Linked DNA regions of Columba livia: region 2 is linked to region 1. The links are chromatin contacts, called in public Hi-C maps. All regions are on one chromosome and are shown on one strand. Each heading gives the region's core, a stretch centred on a gene start, on an enhancer-like site or on the middle of the called end of the contact. The rest is flanking DNA. Distances are from core to core; before and after follow the strand shown.

Region 1 (4,620 bases), core at 1,357-3,856:
GGGGGCGGCTTCTGAGCCCTGACGGCTTGTGACACCCCCTGCCCGGGCATCGCAGGGGGCTGGGTGGCCCCACCCCGGTTTCCATCCAACACCCTTCCCGGGAGGGCTGGGGGGTCCTGGGCTGACTGGACCCCCCCGCCCGCGGTCCCAGCCGTGGTGGGGGGCTGGTGTATGGGGGGGCTCAGCCGAACCCCAGCAGCCCAGGGGGGTCAGGGCAGCGATTTGGGGTTGGGGTTCGGGGTGGGGCTGAGGTGGGGAACGGGGGGTGCCGGGGTCGGGAGGGGTGTCGTGGCGGGGGGTGTCCGGCTGGATCCTTGGGGACCCCACCCCATCACCCCATCCGCCCGTCACCACGGCGACGGGAGGGGACGGTGACTGTGTCACCACGGCGACGGAGGCTGCGCACAGGCGGGCGGGGGGACGGACACCCCGCATCACGGCGGGGCGGGCCGGGCGCGGCGCCTTCCTCCTCCTCCTCCTCCTCCTGCTGCTCCCGCTCCCCCTGCCCGGCCCGAGGTCCCCGCGGGGCGGTGTCGGGGCCGGGCGTCCCGCTGCCACCGGCCCGATCGCTCCTAATACGGCCGGGACGCGCTGCCTGCGCCCGCCCCCACGGCGGGGACACCCCGGCCCCCGGCCCTGCCCGCCCTTACTCATCGGCCGCCGGGGCTGCCTTGTTTGGGCAGGAGGAAGAGCCGGGGCAGGGACCCGGCACCGCCCCGACCCCCCGGCAGCGCCTCCCCCGGGATCCGTCCCCGCAGCGTCGCGTTCGTCCCCCCACTGCGTCCTGCCCGGGAGCCCCCAAGTGTCCGTGGCCCCGGGGGTCCCGGCTCACGGGCGGGGCTGCCCACACCGGTCCCCCCACCCTGGGGTGGGAGATGTCACCTGCACAGCCCCCCTGAGCCAGACCCCCAGCCCGAGGTGACAATGCCCACCCGGCCACCAGCCCCATGGGACACAGGGCCAGGCTGGCTGCTCGGTGCTGGCGGGGGGACGTGAGACCCCCCGAGCTGTGCAGGGACCCGCACAGGGGCCCCCATGCCCACCCAGCGCCTGGCACCCCAGCACCCCTTGGCGCCCCGCAGCTGCCGCTGCGCCGCTGACAGCCCCACGACACCCATCCAGGCTCAGGCGCCGGCGGTGCCGGGGTGGCTGGGGAGGGCCTGAGCGTGCAGCATTTTGTCCCCTGGCAGTGCTGGGAATCCCTCCGGAGACATGAGCTCCTGCCACTGCTCCACACACGGACACGGGTGGTGGCGAGGCCGGAGCCACCACCTGCACCTGCCCGACCGCCACAGTGGGGCTGGGAGCACGAGATCCGTGTCGGTGGCATGGCATGCGGCTCTCTGGCATCGTGCGTGGCTACCTGACACGACACATGGCTACCCAGCGTGGAGCAGGAGTCCCCGCACGGCACACAGGTCTGCGGCACAGTGCACTGGTGTGAGCAGTGCCCACGGCACCCCGCGGCACACGGGGTGCACAGCCCACGGCACCCCCTGGCCACGGGGGCTCGGGCACAAGCAGGGCCTGGGCCGGTGGGGTCAGGGGCTGCTGGGCGGACACGCTCTAAGTGGGGCAGTGCAGCCGGGGGTGTCTGTGGAGGACACCATCACCAGGCCCGGTGCCGTCCGTGGGGTGCACAGCACCCTCCGTGGGATGTCAGCACCAGCCGTGGGCGTGCAGCAGCGTTGGAGCTGAGGCAGAGCTTCTGGGGTGCCCCAGCGTGGCTGTGCGGTGCTGCGGGTGGGGGGCACTGCCGGGGTGCTGTCTGCAGGGAGCGGGATGGGGGTGCTGTCCGCAGGGTGCACCGCGCTGCACCGGCGGCACGGCCTGTCTCTGGGTGCTGGCAGGAGCGCGAGCAGGCGGGGGTGCCGCCAGGGGTGCCGATGGCCGTGGGATGCACGTGCTGGCGCATGAGCTATAGGATCCGTGGTGTCACCTATGGGGGTGCGATGGGCACACAGCGCTGCTGGGGTGCACGGGGCTCTGGGGGGCAGTGCTGCTGAGCCTGGGGGTGCAGCCGGGGGCAAGCAGGGTGCAGAGCGCGGCTGGGGGTGCTGCTGTGGGGTGATGGGCACAGAGGGGCTCCCGGTGCTGCCGGTGGGGTGCAGGTGCTGGGGGGTTGCGGGTGCTGCCCAGTGCAGTGGATGGGGGTGCCTGGTGCTGCACGGGGGTGCGGTGGGTGGGGTGCACATGCCATCAGTGGGGTGCACATCGAGCGGGTGGGGTGCACACGCTGCCCGAGGGGTGCACGTGCTGCCTGAGGCCGTGCACGTGCTGCCCGGGGTGGGGGTGCCCGGCGCTGCCCGGGGGGGGGCGAGGTGCCACCTTCGGGGTGCGGGGCCCGGCCCGGCAAGGCCCGCGGCGGCCTGGCGCTACCGGGGGGGACCGGCTGCCGCCCGGGGATGTCCGGAGCTCGGTGGGGGTGCCCGGCGCTGCCGGGGGTGCTGCCGGGCGCTGCGGCCGGGGGTCCCCGCCGGGGCCGGGGGTCCCACCGCCCCCCCCCACTTTGCCCCATGCAGGTTCCGGGGTGCTGTGGGGCGGGGGCAGCCCGGCAGCCGCCCCACGTGGTCGGTGCCGCGCCAGCCAATGAGAACGCGTGTTTCTGAAAGATCTCCATATATGGCGATGTTCTCGGCCGGGAGGGTGGGGCCGTCGCCCCCTGGGTATAAAAGCGCGGGGCTGGGAACGGGACGGTCTCACTCAGCCGGCGGCAGCGGACTAAGTGGTACCGTCTCCTCAGCGCCGAGAGCAGCTTCCCCCGCACAGGTACTGGCACCGGCCCCGCGGCACCGGCCACGGGGCGTGGCCCACACCCCTTCCGCCCCCTTCTCCTGCAGTCCCTGGGGGGGGTGGCGAGCTCGGTCCCGGCTGGGGTGGGCTGTGGTCGCGTACTCCCCCATGCGTTTCCCCCGTGCCCCCCGCCGTGGTGGAATGGTCTCGTCCGTTTGAATGGGACGTTGAGGGTGTGTGTGTGGCGGGCGCGGCGCGATTGGCGGCGGTGGCGGTGACGTCAGGGCGCGGGAGATTCAAGCGGCACCGGGATGGGGGGGCGGCCCGGGGCTCGTCCCGGCGGGGCGGGAGGGGGGGGCGGCCTCCCGGGGCGGCTGCGCTGACCGGTCCCCCTCCCCCCCGCCACAGGGACTCCACCATGGAAGAGGAGATCGCCGCCCTCGTCATCGACAATGGCTCCGGTATGTGCAAGGCCGGTTTCGCCGGGGACGACGCTCCCCGCGCCGTGTTCCCCTCCATCGTCGGGCGCCCCCGGCACCAGGTAGGCGGGAGGGAGCGGCGGGGAGGGCGGGCCGGGGCGGTGCTGCCGGCAGGCGGGCGCTGACTCACTCTGGGCTCCCCAGGGCGTGATGGTGGGCATGGGGCAGAAGGACAGCTACGTGGGGGACGAGGCGCAGAGCAAGAGGGGCATCCTCACCCTGAAGTACCCCATCGAGCACGGCATCGTCACCAACTGGGATGACATGGAGAAGATCTGGCACCACACCTTCTACAATGAGCTGCGTGTGGCTCCTGAGGAGCACCCTGTGCTGCTCACAGAGGCTCCCTTGAACCCCAAGGCCAACAGAGAGAAGATGACGCAGGTACGGTTGCTTGCCTGGTGGCTACTCCTCGCTCTCATTTCATTCACAAACCTCCTTTCGTTATGACATCTTAAACCTGAGTTTGTTTTTTCTTTTTCTCCCAACATTTCCAGGGTTCTGTACTCCCGGCATTTCTCCCCTGACGCCTCAGGTTTCTTTCATTTGTGTTTCTGCCTGCATTCTTTGCTTTTTCCTTCACACACTGGGGATTTTTTTGCATGTCAGCATGTGTGTTCTCACCTGGGTGTGAGTGACCCAGCTCACTACTTGGTGTTAACTGATTGTTTTTTCCTTTTTGTTGCAGATCATGTTTGAGACCTTCAACACCCCGGCCATGTATGTGGCCATCCAGGCTGTGCTGTCCCTGTATGCCTCTGGTCGTACCACTGGTATTGTTATGGACTCCGGGGATGGTGTGACCCATACCGTGCCCATCTATGAGGGTTATGCTCTGCCCCACGCCATCCTGCGCCTGGACTTGGCTGGCCGTGACCTGACAGACTACCTCATGAAGATCCTGACAGAACGAGGCTACAGCTTCACCACCACAGCTGAAAGGGAAATTGTCCGTGACATTAAGGAAAAGCTGTGCTACGTTGCCCTGGACTTCGAGCAGGAGATGGCCACTGCTGCCTCTTCCTCCTCCCTGGAGAAGAGCTACGAGCTGCCTGATGGCCAGGTGATCACCATCGGCAACGAGCGGTTCAGGTGTCCAGAAGCTCTGTTCCAGCCCTCCTTCCTGGGTAGGTGTGGGCCAGGGCCGTTTCCTGGTGGTACCTCTGGTGTGGGGTTGGTGTGGCCACAAACGAGGGGCTGCCTGGGTACTAACAAGCCCACAACTCTTCTTCCCCAGGCATGGAGTCCTGCGGCATTCACGAGACCACTTTCAACTCCATCATGAAGTGCGACGTGGACATCAGGAAGGACCTGTATGCCAACACAGTGTTGTCTGGAGGCACCACCATGTACCCCGGCATTGCTGACAGGATGCAGAAGGAGATCACAGCCCTGGCGCCCAGCACAA
Region 2 (5,084 bases), core at 1,298-3,797, 64 kb after region 1:
AGGCTGGCCCTGCAAGGCCACGGCGAGCAGGTGTCTCCTGACCTCGCGCTGCCCCTCGTCTGCGCCCGTGGCCTGTGCCTTTATTTTATTTTTGCTCGCTTCTGCTCCTGCTTTTTTTTTTCCTTTTCCTCTTTTTTTTTTATGTTCTTTGGAGGCCTTGAAATATCCTCACAGAGATTGAGAACGGAAGCGAGAAAGGGGCTTGTCTCTTCTGGAGATTATCCTCCCTCCCGGTTGTTGGCCGCGTTCCCGCTGAGCAGCTTTGAGTGTCTCCGAGACGCTGGTGCTGCCGCCGATAACATTCACCGCGGGCCGCTCGGCCCCGGCAGCGCGGGGTTCATGTGCTCGTGGTTCACCCACGGCGCGCGTCCTTCCCGGGGACACCCGGCAACCCTGAGCACAAGATGCTCCCGATCCCTTAATCGAGCGCACTCAGCAGGGCCGGGAGGAGGGATGCGATTGAATTCTTCCGTCTTGGTTAATTTTGGAGCAGTAATGGCCAAAGAACAGCTGCTCGTTTCAGGAGTCGTCGCTAACGACACATGTTCTTGCGACTGGGAAAATAGAAAAGAAGTCCCATAAAAGATGGTGTCCGCTGGGGTTTGCTAAATCTCTTCTCCCCGTGAAGCGAGGCGGTGGAGCGGGACGCTGGTGTCTCATCCCGCGTGGCACAGCGGCCGTCCTGCCGAACCCAGCACCCGGCCCAGAGCCCCTGTTGCCGCTGGATGGAGCGATTCCCCCCGGCGGGACGGTGGGTGGGCGCTGCGGTTCCCACGTTCCGCAGGAGGAGCCGTGGGGCTCTGCTGCCCCGGCACAGCGAGGGCCCGTTGCCAGTGGGGGCTGCTGGCTCTGCTGTGGCCCTGGGACGGAGCCGCGCGGAGCAATGGGACGAGGTCCCTGCAGAGCAGCCGGCGCTGGGGACGCGGGAGCTGCTGCTGCGAGAGCCCCAAGCGTGGACCCGTGCCGCCCTGTGCCTGCGTGGGCTGTGAGCTCGACTAGCAATGAGGGGTGGTAAACGGTGCCCTTCTTCCCCCGCGGCTCCTCGGCCTCACCCGCCGTGTTTTGCGGGGCCGGGAGCCTGTGAAGCGCCGCGGCAGCCGCGTCCCGTCCCCCGGCACCGCTGCCCCGGTCCCTGCGCGGCTGCGTCGGGCTCCGCGCTCGGCAGCAACGCGCGGCTCCTGGGCGGGCGGGGGAGCCCCGGCCCCTTCCCGCGCCCCCGGCCGCCGTGCCGAGCCGAACCCGGGGGCTGCGCCGCGGCTTTTTCCCAGTTCTGCCTTCAGCATCTGACTTTTGCCTGTCAGCATGTGAGAGGAGTTTTATTGGCCTCTTTGATGTTGTGGAGACCAGAACTGTACAGACTTTCATTAAAACCCTGCCCTGTGGGCCCTGGGATTATGAATATTAGAACATTGCCCTTTTATGTGAACATGTATTGACCAGCGAAGTCTGAACAGTGTTTTTACTAACGACACCCAAGTGCCCATTACAGCCCCTGCCTGGATTGCTGGAGGTTTACTGTCAGCAGCTCTTCGGGAAAGGTATAAAACCCCTTTCAGAGATGTTCTGCCGCGCCGTGCGGCGTGTGCGCCTGTGTTAAAAGGTTGCTAAGCTGCCTGTGAAAGCTCATGAAGGCAATTATCCATTAAAAAAAAAAAAAAGCTAATTAGGCAATTTCTCTCTGTATTTGAAAGCACCCTAGAGGGTCTCATGGGGTGGATTAAGATTTTGTAATATTTTTCAGCTTCTTACTTGATCATCGCTGCTTCATTTTCTTTCTCGTTGTGCAATGTCGGGTAACAAAGACCCGATTCACGCTCCTTGTGCAAGAGCACCCTTTCCCGGCGCTGGGGACCCTTCTCCATCCATCCCTCGTGTCCTCCTGGTTTGTGTTACGTGGGACTCGGGCGAAACTCGGGGCTGCGTTTGGCTGTGATGCCGAGGGCTCCTCTGTCCTGTGCCGTATCTGGGTGTTTGTCCCCAGAAACGAGCCCTGCCCGGCTGCGTCCCCGCGGCGTCCCGAGCTGAGCAGCCCCCGGCGCCTGTGAAATGTGGATTATGTGGAGCTGCTAATAGCTGCCGAACAGCTCGATCCGCCGCGGCTCTCCCCGGTGCTCTGTGCACCCGAGCTTTTAATAGCGCCTGTGACACAGAAAAGGAGCCATCAGCCTCCTGTAATTTGGGTTCGTTTTTACTGCTGGTGCGTCGGGAGACAACTGTGAACTAATTTTGGTGATGCCATTCGATAACCTTGTGGAATCTGTACCCGTTTCAGGGAGAGGGGGCTGCGCCGGGCTCCCGGGGGGGCTCGTCCCTGCCCTGCGTGGGGCTGCTCGGCACATTTGGGGACAGCGATTTGCCCCCGTCCCTCTGCCCCACTTATTCTTCGTTTTCATTAGCATGAGCTGGTGGATTTTGCTCCATTTCCCTGCGCTGAAGCGGTTGAAGCGAAGCTGAAGCTGAACCGGCACGAGCCGATCCTGAACCCCGGGCGATGCTCCGGGGGGGCGGTGTCCCCCGGTCCCTTCCCCGGATCCCCCTCGGCTCGGGGACACACGGGGGCCCCTCTGGCACCCCCGCCCGCAGCGGCGTGTGCGGACGCAGCTTTTGGCTGCAGTTGTCGCTGCGGTGGCCGAGAGCGATAGGAGGATTTAATGCCTTTCTGGGAGCGCTGCTGCTACCCGAACCAGGGGCGGGGGGGAAGGGAAGCTTTTAGCTTGCTAATCGTGAAGTTTTATTGCAGCCGGGAGAGGCTGTTGGCAAACCACACCACGCGGCGACGGTCGCCGAGAGCCCTGGTTCCCTCGGGGCTGTGCCGAGGCGAAGCAAAGCCCCCGGCGCTGCCCGGCGCCCGCGTCCCCCGCTGCAGACCAAACAGCCTTTCCAGCCGCTCAGCCCGCTGGGGAGGCCAAGGCCGCTCATAGAGCACGGAGAGGCGCGGCGTTACTGCACCGCGCTCCAAAGGGACCCGGAGGGCGACGAGACAGAGCGGTTATTACACATCCCGAGCAAAATTGTTCTCTGCAAACCACATATAGTCCCTTATAGATTTCCATGCAGCGTGAGAGGTCGTTAATTCACACCCTGATGATGAACTTAATTTTGTTTCCTGCTGAGCAAATGATGGCTCGGAGGCAACTTTGTCTTATTATGGTGTGGAGACTCTAATTTTTTGTTTGTGTTTTGTTTGTGTTTTGCTCTTTTCTCGCATTGTTTGCAGAACAGGGACCACGCGGCTGCCTCTTGATTGACGATTGATGCTTTTTGCGCAGCGGGTTTCCCCAGCCCGCGGGTTGTGTCCCGGACCCGGGGGGGGGTTCACCTGCTGCGGCTCCCCCAGCCGGGGCAGTTCTGGTTTAACGCTCCGTTGGCGCTCGCAGGGACGGCCGTCCCGCTCCCTCCTCTGCTTTCCCCTCCTCTTGCTGCCGGGGCTCGCGGTTCCCGTCCGCCGTGGGAACGCGGTTGTGGTTCCCGGCTCCTCCGCCGTCTCCTCCGAGCGCAGCCCCCGCCCGGCTTCATGAACCAATTAACGGAAAAACTTTCCTCGGACGGAGTAACTAATTCGTTGTGTGTTGCTGCGAGGCCGGGGCTTCGCCGGAGCACCCGCGGCCGAGCCCGGCGCTCCCCTCCCGCTGCCCAGGCCCGCGGCCAGCGCCGGGCACTGGCTCCCGCAGCCCCGCTCGCCCCGAAGGAGACGGGTCCTGCCCGGCTGGCCGAGCCCGGCGCTCCCTCCGTGGGCAGCGCGACCCTTGCGCACCAGCCTCAAGTTTCTCATGAAACCCGAGTTGTTTTTCCCTCCCACCGTCGTTCCCGGCCGGAGAACCGCGGGCGGCCCCGCGCACGTCCCCGGACCGGCTGCCAGAGCGTCCAGGTTTCTGGACCGGCGCGGGGTCCTGCTGGCGCGGATCCCTCTGGGCCAGGACTTTGTACTCATTCTGTTGGGCTTTTCCCCCCTAATTTGGGTAAGGCCCACGCAGCTGAAGTTGTGGCAATCTCTTCTTTCCCATGAGTTCATCTTGTAATAAATCGCACCAGCCCTGCGGAGGGGGAGGGGAATATGGAAAGATGTTTATAGAATTAATTCCCCGAAGGAAATCGCTCGGGGGAGGGCAAACGGGGGAAGAGTTGAGAATGTTTTTTTGTTACAGAAGAGTTTGTTAGATGGAAAAAAAATCTGCAGAACAACTTCAGTGCTGGGAAACAATTGGGTTTCCTCCTCCGCTGCTCTTCTGAGGAAGAGCTCGCTCCCTGCTCGCGCTGTGTGGGTCGGGGGGACCGTTCCCGTCCCGCGGGGTGTGGGAGCTACTCCAGCGCTGAACCCCACCACTGGTTTGACTGGGATGTGTCTTTGGAGAGGTGGGGGAGTCCCTGTCCCCCCGGGAGTTTCCCCACGTCACGCTCGAGTGTGCGAAGGGCTGGGGATGTGCACCAAAAGGAGAAAAAGATCACGATCAAAGAGGGTTTGAGCAGCTGTGCAGCTGGTGCAGGGGAGGGGGGGTGCAGCTGGACCCCCCGGTTTCTCCCGCGCAGGGTCCGGCGGGGAGCCGGGGGTTTGCTACCATCTGGCGGCACCGGCTCGCAGCGGCAGGCGGCACGTCCCGGCCTGGCCTGGCCTGGCCTTCCGGCAAAGGCGCCGCGCGGGGAGAACAGCCAGGCGGCCCCAGAACAAAAGCCCCAACCCCTCCGCACTGATGCTGGAGGGAAGGTCGCTGCCCGGCTGGTGCGGGCACAGCACGGAGCTGCCACCCCGGCCCTGCCGAGCGGCGTCCTGCAGCTCCCGTCCGGCAGCTCCCGTCCTGCAGCTCCCGTCCTGCAGCTCCCGTCCTGCCTTTGCAGAGCAGAACCCGGCGGCGGAGGCGGCGGCGGATGACCGTGCTAAACCCAAACTGCTGGGGGAGAAGGAGGAGATGGAGCAGCCGCAGATCAAGGTGCCCATGGAGGTTCCCGAGAGAGAGGAGGACAGAGGGAAGCCGGAGGAGAAAGTGCAGCTCGACCGTCCCGATCAGGGTAAGGGGGGCTCTGGGGGAGAGCTGCCGGCTTCAGAGCTGGAGGTGCACACTGCAGGAGTATTTTAGGTAAAGATCCTG

The links. Hi-C and Micro-C count contacts between places; a contact is called where the count stands out from the background.
Region 2: a contact with region 1 is called in a Hi-C map of liver, with 1.9 times the contacts expected there. The contact joins the enhancer-like site here to the promoter of ACTG1 in region 1. A contact is called at or near these places in 2 of 2 Hi-C or Micro-C datasets (crop and liver).

Annotation. Positions count from the first base shown.
Region 1 is chr18:12,921,975-12,926,594 of bColLiv1.pat.W.v2, forward strand. ACTG1 (actin gamma 1) reads left to right here and starts at 2,607. Exons shown (of 6, transcript XM_065035082.1): 1 at 2,607-2,769; 2 at 3,142-3,274; 3 at 3,357-3,596; 4 at 3,901-4,339; 5 at 4,450-4,620. The coding sequence starts at 3,152.
Region 2 is chr18:12,986,099-12,991,182 of bColLiv1.pat.W.v2, forward strand. SLC38A10 (solute carrier family 38 member 10) reads left to right here. Exons shown (of 17, transcript XM_065035084.1): 12 at 4,834-5,004. Among named protein-coding and RNA genes, the nearest start is that of NDUFAF8, 11 kb to the right of the region's middle. Within about 2 kb of position 2,548, at least 3 of the 3 cell types and tissues checked have an H3K27ac peak away from gene starts, as active enhancers do.